Linked DNA regions of Mus musculus: region 2 is linked to region 1. The links are chromatin contacts, called in public promoter capture Hi-C maps. All regions are on one chromosome and are shown on one strand. Each heading gives the region's core, a stretch centred on a gene start, on an enhancer-like site or on the middle of the called end of the contact. The rest is flanking DNA. Distances are from core to core; before and after follow the strand shown.

Evidence for each region. Promoter capture Hi-C pulls out the DNA fragments that hold promoters and counts their contacts.
Region 2: a promoter capture Hi-C map of neural stem cells shows a contact between it and region 1. The contact joins the promoter of Galt here to the enhancer-like site in region 1. A contact is called at or near these places in 3 of 39 promoter capture datasets (cranial neural crest, macrophages and neural stem cells), 2 of 115 datasets of contacts at active chromatin or transcription factors (embryonic stem cells and microglia) and 3 of 9 other capture datasets (adipose tissue, liver and pancreatic islet).

The regions. Positions count from the first base shown.
Region 1 is chr4:41,612,334-41,617,785 of GRCm38.p6, forward strand. It overlaps Dnaic1 (dynein, axonemal, intermediate chain 1), which reads left to right. Exons shown (of 20, transcript NM_175138.4): 11 at 1,897-2,014; 12 at 2,317-2,360. Among named protein-coding and RNA genes, the nearest start is that of Enho, 25 kb to the right of the region's middle. Within about 2 kb of position 3,523, at least 47 of the 459 cell types and tissues checked have an H3K27ac peak or open chromatin away from gene starts, as enhancers often do. A contact at or near this core is called in neural stem cells, where this site is marked.
Region 2 is chr4:41,753,588-41,758,925 of GRCm38.p6, forward strand. It overlaps Galt (galactose-1-phosphate uridyl transferase), which reads left to right and starts at 1,930. Exons shown (of 11, transcript NM_016658.4): 1 at 1,930-2,065; 2 at 2,374-2,543; 3 at 2,760-2,835; 4 at 2,926-2,974; 5 at 3,095-3,224; 6 at 3,352-3,408; 7 at 3,569-3,691; 8 at 3,873-4,005; 9 at 4,108-4,191; 10 at 4,497-4,651; 11 at 4,916-5,338. The coding sequence starts at 2,041. The coding sequence ends at 4,996. It overlaps Gm42274 (predicted gene, 42274), which reads right to left and starts at 2,185. Exons shown (of 2, transcript NR_155499.1): 1 at 1,582-2,185.

The DNA.
Region 1 (5,452 bases), core at 2,273-4,772:
GCCTCAGGCCCTTCTTGGTGACTTGATGCTCATTGCACACTCATGGGACACAAAAACTAAGGCTGCCAAGACCAGCAGCCTAAACAAGCCCCCTCGTTATCATTCAGGCTGGAGAACGACCTTGAGTGCTTTTCAAAGCTGTCAAAGTGCACAGCGGCCGTGAAAGGATCTGTCACTCACACGACTCCCCTTCCTGAGACCCAGCCTCTGCAAGTGGCCCACCACAGGGCTGCAAACCTGATTAATATCCATGGAGAAATTGGCCTTGTGAACAGCTTTCATTTATAAGAACACAGTCACATAAAAATGCATTGAACTTTGATTCTTTTCATTGCACCATGTTTTCCCTTTGGGAAAGTGTAATCATGAAAAAAGAAATAAAAATAGAGAAGTGTTACCAATTAATCCCCACACTGAAATGAGGGATTTTCAAAGTTCACTCGAGCTTAGGAATCTTGATGTGATCAAGGCTCACACTTTCCTGACCACTCATTTTTAAATTTTTTATTTATTTATTTATGGTTCCAAGACAGTTTTGAGGTTTGATTTTACATCAGGGTATGGGGCACTGTGGGAGGGATCAGGCAATGATTGGGCCTGTCCCAGACTGTGTAGAATTAGAGAGTCTCTTCTAGTTGGCCATCCTACCTGAAAGAAGACAGAACCATTTCCCGAATGCTGTTTTATTTCCTTGAATTCTTTGAAAGAACTTTGTCTCTGCTCTGTGGCTGTTCCTGTCCCATGCATTGGAGACAGAGGGATGGATATGACGTATGTCCTGCTCTCTAGGACATGTGTGACATGGAAATCAGGCAAAGGAATGACATGTCTCAGTAGAGGAGAGAGAGGACTGGAAGAGACAAAGAAATTAAGTCTTCTCAAAAAAGCCATATTCAGGTGGCTGATACAGGAGGATTGCCGTGAGCTCCAGGCCAGCCTGAGCTATGTAGTAAAAAAACCAAAAGTGTACTAGCACATACCTGTAGCACTAGGTACGTACTTAGAAGGCTGAGGCTGGAGGATCACTTGAGCCCAGATGTTCCCGTCCAGTTTGGGTGATAAAGTGATGTTAGGTTACAGGCCCTCTGGCTACCGGGCACAAATTCATCTCTCCCCCTCCCCCTCCCTTCCCCCCTCCCCTTCCTCCTCCCCCTTCCCCTGAAGTGTGGACTGACAAAGAGTTATGGGAGGACGCAGGGAGACCAGCTGAAGAATATGATAGTCAGGTGATGGACTTGGGGATCTTGACCTAGGTAGGTAGTAGCTATGGGTTTAAAAAAAAAAGATTAAAAAAGACAGGAGGAAAATATAAGACAAGGTAGAAAGAGGTCAGCCAAGGATTCCCCAGCTCCACAGTTTAGGTGAATGGGAAGGAGCTGCTTCTGGCAGCCTAGCAGTGATGGAAGGCAGACACAGCTTCACAGATGAAGCGGAGCTTTGGGAACCCATGGAGGTGTGTCCAGGTGCCCATTGCAGTGAGGCTTGACAGTGAGTATAAACTCAGACGGTATTTTAGGGATCTAGGATGCAGAATGAATAGAACTATTAATCAGCCTCTGGCAGCTGAACCCTTGAAATCTGGTTGCTCTGATCTGAAGCACTGAGGAGGCTCACAAGGATGAGGGATGCAGCCTGGGATTCTGTGCACGCACATAGGGATGCTTTACTGTAGGCCCTGCCCCACCAGCTAATATACAGAGAGAATTATGTGCTTGGCATTTTTCTAGATACTTTGCATGTATTAAACTCAACCTGTAGTCTCACAGTGGTCCTCTGAGATAGGTACTGCTGTTATCCCCAGCCCCAAACACAAAGAGGTTCATTGTATTTCCCAAAGAGGTATCGATTTGCTACAAAGTGGCAGTCCCTGGCTGACTGTGTCTATTTGCGTTGAAGATTTTAAGTACTATGAGGATACTGCTGATGAATACAGGGACCAGGAGGGTACGCTGCTGCCTCTCTGGAAGTTTCAAAATGACAAAGCCAAGCGCCTGGCAGTCACCGCCCTCTGCTGGTGAGTACAGATATTGCAGCAAAACTAGTGCCCCAGAGCACCCGCTGCGTGCCAAATCTTGAGCCACAAGACTCTTCTTCCACTTTACATCTTGAGTGTGACATGGGACACAGTAGGGGGAAATAGGACCTGGATCCTTTTTGGGTTGCAGGATCATCTAATGTCTACCATGGTAGGAGTCTAAGCTAGACAGTGGATGTCTGCAAAGCAGTTAGTCACCAGTGCCCATGGGAAAGAAAGCTCATGACCATGGGAAGGCCATGTCTGTTTCCAGTGTCGACGAGTTCACATTTCTTTTGCAGGAATCCAAAGTACAAGGATCTTTTTGCAGTGGGACACGGCTCCTGTAAGTGATCTTCCCATTCATTTGTTTGCTCATGCAAATATCAGACACTAAGTTCCTAGTCTGGTCAGAGCTTTGAGCCAGGTGTGAGAAATCCAGAGAGAAGCAGGATGTAGTCACTGGCCCTCGGAGAGCACTCACAGTCTAATGCTGTGCTTCTCAACCTTCCTGATGCTATGATCCCTCATTACGGGTCCTCATGTGTGGCGACCGCCAGCCATAAAATTATTTCTGTTTCTAAGTTATAACTGTAATTTTGCTACTGTTACAAATTGTAATATAAATGTTGTATTTACCAATGCTCTTAGGTGACCCCTGTAAAAGGGTCATTGGACACTCAGAAGGGGTCACGACCCACAGGTTGAGAACCACTGGTCTAATGGGAAGACCCCACTTTCATATGGGGAATTAATGCCGGTTAAAAGAGTACAACTGAATATGCTAACTGACCCTCAAAGAACGAAGGGGCAAGCTTTGCAGCAGAGGGGCCAGCATAGGCCAAGTCTGTAGGCAGGAATGATATGGCTGGGTCATCCCTCAGAGGACATGGTAAGCCATTTCAAGAAGGAAACAACTGAAGGAATTCTGGAAGGGCAGGGATATGTCTCATACAGGAAGGGATTGCAGGCCTGAGGCTAGAGACTGGGGGACCTGGTGCAGGTGTGCTAAGGAAAGATGGAGAGTGGGATGGAGGCCCTCTCTCTGCTTCCTTGCCTGGCCTTCCTGACCAGGTCTGAGGCAGGGTAAGGGTGAGGAAAGGTGAGTGTTTGAAGTTTATCCTTCTGTCACTGAGCCACTGGAGATCACAGTTACCTGTGTTCCTGGCCCGGCTGGGGTATGCTGGAAGTAGGAGGCAGCGCGGGCTGTTGACTGTATATGCAACTTGCTGTTCCTTCCTGCTATTTGGGCCAAGCAGGAACACCCACCACTGCGCTGGACTGTCCCTGTTCCTAATGGGAAGGGCCCTACATAGCGAGCCAGGCACAGCTCCCTAATGCTAACAGCTTGTTCTCTGGCTGGGAGGATTCACGTCTGTGAACAGGAAAACCCTTCCGTTCTTCAAGCTGCTGCTGGCTGGCAGGCTCGCAAGCTCCTGGTCACTGCCTCTTAGATGGCTCATCAGTTCTTTGACCAGGGTAGGGCTCCAGGGGGAGGGGGTCTGGAGGAGTTGGTGTTTGTCATTCCTCTCAGGGAGGAGCCCTTGGAGCTGCTCCCAGTTCTGTGGTCTGAGCCGCCTTTGAGGATGCCCTAAATGCCTGCTTTGTGTCCCTACTCCTGAAGGTGGGCTGCTGCCAAATGGGAGCACCCTCCCCCTCTGGCAGGGAATTAGAACACCCCCCCCCCATGCACACTGCAGCTACTGGGCCTGGAACAGAGCCTGAAAGTTGGGTAGGCCTTCCCAGGAGTGGGTGTGGACCCCCATGTGAGGCCCAGGCTCTCTGCTTGAGGCTGAGGTGAGAGTGTAGGAGCCTCTGCAGGCGGGAGGAGACACTCTGGAACATCGCAGCCCATCTTCTAGGCAGGGTTAGAAGCAACGTCCTCTGGAGGCCATCCATGGGAAGTATCCTTAGTCAGAGAAAGGTAATGCCTTCCATGAAGAATGCCTCAACTTGGCAGGCTCCAGCCTCCTCTGGGCAAGTACTCATCCAGGAAAGGTTTCTTTGTCCCTCCTTGGTCTTTGGAGGCACAGCCCCAGTGGTACCCACAGGCAGCTAGAGAGCTCCCTCTGGAGGATCACTTCTCTGTGCCCTTGTCTCCTCATTAGTGACATGGCAAGACTGACAACCAGCCAGGCCTCCATCTCAGGAGGCCTGCATGAGAAGAGCCCTGTGTGCTGCAGGAACGTTTACACACTCAGGCCAGTCATTGCCACCTTCTTGTTCTGTCTCCTAACTTCCCTGCAGGTCCCTCAGAGGGCCTGAGCAAAACCGGGTGTGGGGGGGGGGGTCTCCACAGAAGCCAGGCTGGGGCAGGGTTCTATGCTGGTGTCACCAGCTCAGTTCAGCCAACTTTCAGGTGACTATTGATTACAGTACCTGCTTCAGGCCTAAGCAGGGCCAGCCGAGGCATTGGCTTCTGAGGTCACCTGGGATGTCCTATGTTCTTAGACGAGTGCTCCATGGAAGAAGTGCAAGCTGGGGCAGCACCCTGGCTGTAGACAGGTCACTGGGAGGAACAGCCAGTCTCGCCAGCCTCCATTACAGTCTCTGGAAGTTCCCAAATAGAAACCCACAGGGAGAAACAAAATTGCCTGAATTGAAACACTGAATGAGAACTCAGCTTCACTGCTGAGTTTGATCCCAGGAGGCACAGGCCAGGCCTCTTCAGCTTTCTTTCCCCTGAATTTCTTAGGTTTTTATTCTGAGACTCAGCCACAGAAAAATTAGGCAGTGTCTCAGTTAGGGTTACTATTGCTGTCAGAAACCAGAACCAAAGCAGCTTGGGGAGGGAAGGGTTTGTCTGGCTTATGCTTCCACATCACAGTTCATCACTGAAGGAAGTCAGGACAGGAACTCAAGCAGGGCAGGAACCCAAAGGCAGGAGCTGATGCAGAGGCCATGGAGGGGCGCTGCTTACTGGCTTTCTCATCATGGCTTGCTCAGCCTGCTTTCTTATGGAATCCAGGACCACCAGCCCAGGGATGACACCACTTACACTGGGCTTAGCCCTCCCACATCAATCACTAATTAAGGAAATGCCCTACAGGTCTGCCTACAGCCTGATCTTATGGAGACATTTTCTAAATTGAGATTCTCTCCTCTCAGATGACTTTAGCTTATGTCACATTGACATAAAACTCTCCAGCACAGGAAGGATAGGGATATATATTTGGGACATGTCACATCCTTCAGACACAGTTTCCTGGCTTTAGATACAGAGCAAAAACAGAAAAGGAAGCTGGTGGTGGTGCGCACCGTTAATGCCAGAACTTGGGAAGACAGAAGCAGGCAGATCTCTGTGAGTTTAAGGCCAGCCTAGTCTACAGAGAAAGTTCCAGGATAGCCAGGGCTAGACAGAGAAACCCAATCTCAATTCTTCCTTCCCCTCCCCCCAAAAAAGAAGAGAAAAGGAAGGATAACCAACAAATCTAGGCC
Region 2 (5,338 bases), core at 680-3,179, 140 kb after region 1:
CTCTATGGCTATTTTGTCTAAACTAAGGGATGTGACTTGCTAAGTCCCATTTGGGCTGCTCTTACTCCAACTGGTCTGCCCTCATGGCCAGTTCTCAGGATCCTACCCCATAGTGTCTTCTCCCTCTCCTCCCCCCCCCCCCCCGCCTCCTCCTCCTCCCCTCCCCTTCCCTCTCCTCTCCTCCCCATACCCCCCTCTGCTATATACCCTCAAGCTGGGGGAACTGAAGTCCTGCCTATTTCTCTTCTTCTCTCCTGCCCAGCTATAGGCTGTAGGCATCTTTGTTAACCAATCAGGGATAACTTGAGGGGCAAGGATGCATAGCATCACTTGGTATAGATGAGAATGTCCTTGTCTGTGGGAGTGACCAGACCTTGGGAGCCAGTATTTAAAATATTTATTTATTTATTTATTTATTTTATACATATGAGTACACCACCATTGCTTTCTTCAGACACACCAGAAGAGGGCAACAGACCCCATTACAAATGGTTGTGAGCCACTATGTGGTTGCTGGGAATTGAACTCAAGACCTCTGGAAGAGCAGTTGGTGCTCTTAATCCCTGAGCCATCTCTCCAGCTCCCCACCTCCCCAGCCAGTATTTTGCATCATAATACATAGCAACAGACCAAACCTCAACAGCCTAGAATGTTCTATGTAGCCAGGCTACTCATTGATATGCCTGTCTCTGCCCTTCAAATACTGATGGCCTTTTGCTTGTTTTTGAAATTGGCTTCACTATATTGGCCAGGATGGTCTAGAACTTGTGGGCTCAATTGATCTTCTGCTTCAGCTTCTAGAGTAGCTGAGACTATAGGCAAATGCATCACTGTGCCTGGTATGTATGCACAAACGCATACACGCGCGCACACACACACACACATTACTGTCTTTTGGTTTACTTTTTTTTTTTTTTTCGAGACAGGGTTTCTCTGTGTAGCCCTGGCTGTCCTGGCACTCACTCTGTAAACCAGGCTGGCCTCGAACTCAGAAATCTGCCTGCCTCTGCCTCCCAAGTGCTGGGATTAATGGTGTGCACCACCACTGGCCGTTTGGTTTACTTTTATATAGATTGGGCCTTGTTATGTATAACTGCGCAGGCTGAACTTGAACTTGTAAGTTTACTGTCTCTGTTTCTGGAGTGCTGGGATTACAGGTGTGTACCACCACACCCTATACTTACTCAGTTCTCTTTATCTAACCTTATTTCTGCTCCTGAGGCTAGAGGCATAGTTACAGTGAAATACTCACACATCCGGGCAATACCTGAAGGGCCAGGCTGCAGGCTTCATCTATAGTATGATCAAGTTCCTCACCTCCACCCCCTCTCCACAACTTGCATCTTAACCACACACAGCAGCTCCGCAGGTGACCCAGGTCATGAGTTCAGAATGCTGCTGGTCTTTGCACAGGGCGTCTCTATGCTCCACACAGAACCTAGGTGCCTGGCACACGGTTAAGATGCTCAGTAAAAACGATGTCTTCTGAACAGGACAGGGCCTGATGTGCAAACACAAGAACTCACTACACCTGTGGTTACCTGCACAAAACATGAGAATGGACCCATAGAGGTTTCTTACCGGTTTGGGGGGCGGTGCACTCACGAGGCTCCGCCCTTTCTGATGGACTATTGGCAGTTAAAGGCTGCTGGCAGGAGTGTCCTTGAGTGGTGAAGCTGATATGTCATGCTCCAATAAATAGCCCTAATGTCGTGCAAGCAACCCGAATCCGTGGCGGGACGAATGGACACAGCAACCAGTTTTCACAGATGCTCTCCAGAGAAGTAGCTACAATCCGGTGTGCAGGAGAATCATCAAAACAACCTGGGGAAGTGAGCGTGGCGGTCCCGAGCCCCGCCCTCAAGTGGCAGGCTGTGCCCCCACCGTCACGTGTTGGCGACTAGCCAATCATCCAGGGTGGGCGGGGGGAGACATGGAATGGGGCGCTCACCTTGTGTACCTTAGGTCAATTCGTGTGGCCTCACGTCGCATAGCGGAGCCGATCCTGAGCAGCGCCAGCAGGCTTCAGAGGCGGACGCCATGGCAGCGACCTTCCGGGCGAGCGGTAATTGCTGGGCGGCCTGGACCCGCTACGGTGCGGAGCCGAGCCTTCCTTTTCCGTAGGAAGTTCTAGTCCCAGAGTCAAGGTCGGCACTCCTACCCGAGGCCAGGGTGGCGGGCGAGGGAAGGAGGGGCTTGCAGGCCGTGTGGCACGGAAAGCGTTTAACCCTTTAACTCCCCTCCGCCAGCCTATAGCTTCTAGAAACACTGCGCCGACCGAGCGTCCCTGTACTTGGGCCTGCTAGGGCATTAGAGCCACTCGGGGAAGAGAGAGACAGGGAGTTTTGCTGACTGATCCTTGTCTCTCCCCAGAACACCAGCATATTCGCTACAACCCGCTCCAGGACGAGTGGGTGTTAGTGTCGGCTCATCGCATGAAGCGGCCCTGGCAAGGACAAGTGGAGCCCCAGCTTCTGAAGACAGTGCCCCGCCACGACCCACTCAACCCTCTGTGTCCCGGGGCCACACGAGCTAATGGGGAGGTAAGCCCGAATACACAGCCACCAACTGGGATAGGAAAAAAATCCTTCTTCCTTATTACTACCCTTCGCCCACAAGGGGGAGCAGTGCGCCTCCTTTTGGGTCATTTCCGGGCAAGCAATTTTGATCCTTTGAGTGGGGCCTTCCTCGCCCCCGTTGCAGCCTGGATAGCCCTTGAATTCCGTCAGGTAGTATTTCTAGCCTATTCTTGTCAGTAGGTGAATCCCCACTATGATGGTACCTTTCTGTTTGACAATGACTTCCCGGCTCTGCAGCCCGATGCTCCGGATCCAGGTACCCTCAATTTAACCACTGTTGGGGAGAAGGGAGACTGGGTCTGACCCGGGTACCTGTGCTACAGAGAGTAATACTCCTTTATTCCAGGACCCAGTGACCACCCTCTCTTCCGAGCAGAGGCCGCCAGAGGAGTTTGGTAACTTTGGGTTTCCCCTCTTACAACCTCCAGCCCAGGTCTGAAGACGAAGACCTGAGCTTGGGCCCTGCCCTTAGCACCCAATCCACTTCCCTATGTCATTTTTCCCTCACCACCTAGTAAGGTCATGTGCTTCCACCCCTGGTCGGATGTGACGCTGCCACTCATGTCTGTCCCTGAGATCCGAGCTGTCATCGATGCATGGGCCTCAGTCACAGAGGAGCTGGGTGCCCAGTACCCTTGGGTGCAGGTCTGTGAGGGGGAGGTGTAACTTTGGTTTGGGGGAGAACCATTACTGCTTCCACAGGGTATGGTGAGGAGGGGTTGACTTGATGTCTGTGTGACTATTGAATATCTCTCTCCTTTCTACCCAATAGATCTTTGAAAATAAAGGAGCCATGATGGGCTGTTCTAACCCCCATCCCCACTGCCAGGCAAGTATGTGACAGGCCTTAATGGCTTTCTTGGCTGAGTCCACCGGCATTGTGGACAGGACTACTAGATTAAGAGATAGGGCAAAAGAAATACATTGGTAATTCGGAGGCTCAGAGATAATGGGCTGGCCTGCTCTTCTTTGTGCTTGCCCTTTGACAGGTTTGGGCTAGCAGCTTCCTGCCAGATATCGCCCAGCGTGAAGAGCGATCCCAGCAGACCTATCACAGCCAGCATGGAAAACCTTTGTTATTGGAATATGGTCACCAAGAGCTCCTCAGGAAGGTAGACCAGACCTTTTACCCTCACAGAGAGACGTGCTTTAAAGGGGGATAGGACATTAGCAGCCACCTAAAGGAATATTATGGTGGCTTAGGGTAGGTGCTAGTGAGAGCCTTCTGTTTCCCTGCGGCCTGTGCCCTTCCCCCTCTCACATGCACGATTCACTTCCATTCTGTGCGTCCAGGAACGTCTGGTCCTAACCAGTGAGCACTGGATAGTTCTGGTCCCCTTCTGGGCAGTGTGGCCTTTCCAGACACTTCTGCTGCCCCGGCGGCACGTGCGGCGGCTACCTGAGCTGAACCCCGCTGAGCGTGATGGTGAGTCTCCTGGGTAGGACAGTGGGACTGGGTGCTGGATAGAATGGCCTTGATGGGACCAGCGTCTCTTCCCTGGGGGTGAAAATCAGGCTCTGATTCCAGATCTCGCCTCCATCATGAAGAAGCTCTTGACCAAGTACGACAATCTATTTGAGACATCCTTTCCCTACTCCATGGGCTGGCATGGTAAGGCTTTTGGGGTTGGGATAGCCCCAATAGTGTTTCTGGGCTTCTAGGTTCCGGCTTAGGGAACTAGAATCCCTACGAGGCCTTAAAGCACTTGTTGGCTTTAAAACAACTGTCCAGCGCATGGGTGCTGGGACTGAGAGAAGAGAGATTTGGTGACCCCGTTACTGATTGCTACCTAATGCCTGAGCTCCCTGGTGGAAAATACCTGGAGCTGTAATAATCTTCAGGGTTAGCTTAGGGGAGGGGCTAGACTGAAGGCTGACAAAGGGCCTCCCAGATCACCTCTGTCTTCTTCTTGTCAGGGGCTCCCACGGGATTAAAGACTGGAGCCACCTGTGACCACTGGCAGCTCCACGCCCACTACTACCCCCCACTTCTGCGATCCGCAACTGTCCGGAAGTTCATGGTTGGCTATGAAATGCTTGCCCAGGCCCAGCGTGACCTCACTCCCGAACAGGTCAGGACTCACATCCTGGGTCGTCATATCCGTTCACCTCATTTCCTCACGGGATCTCAGCAGTCTTGACCCTGAAGAGCCTCATAAAAATCTCTGCATTCCTAGAACTCAGTCGCCACTCAACTCCACCCCCTGGTGACTCCAGCTATCCTGAACTAATCTTCCCATCCCATAAGCCCTCCTCAGTATTTCCTGGGCCCAGAACGCCTCGGTACAATTCCAGGTGACCCTTACTCTCCCTGATTGCTTCTTGTCCCTTTATAGGCCGCAGAAAGATTAAGGGCGCTTCCCGAGGTACACTATTGCCTGGCGCAGAAAGACAAGGAAACGGCAGCCATTGCTTGACTGTGACCACATCAGGGCCTTGAATCTTTGTACCTGACAGACCTGGGACCTGGAGTTCGGGCAGATGTGACATCAATAAAACTGCGTCTCACATTTTAACCATGTTTTCTGACACCAGAGGAGTAGTGTGGACTCTTACATTCCGGAGTTTGGGTAAAGGCTAAGTGTGACTCCAAACACTCTTGCCTACGGACTTTGAAAAATTTGGTGCAAGAATCCCCTTCACCAAGCCAGACATGATGGTGTGTGCCTGTGATTCCACCACATTGGCAGCTGCATTAGGATTGCGAATTTGAGGCCAGTGTGGGTTACTTAGCAAGACCTAGTCTCTGAAACCGAAGC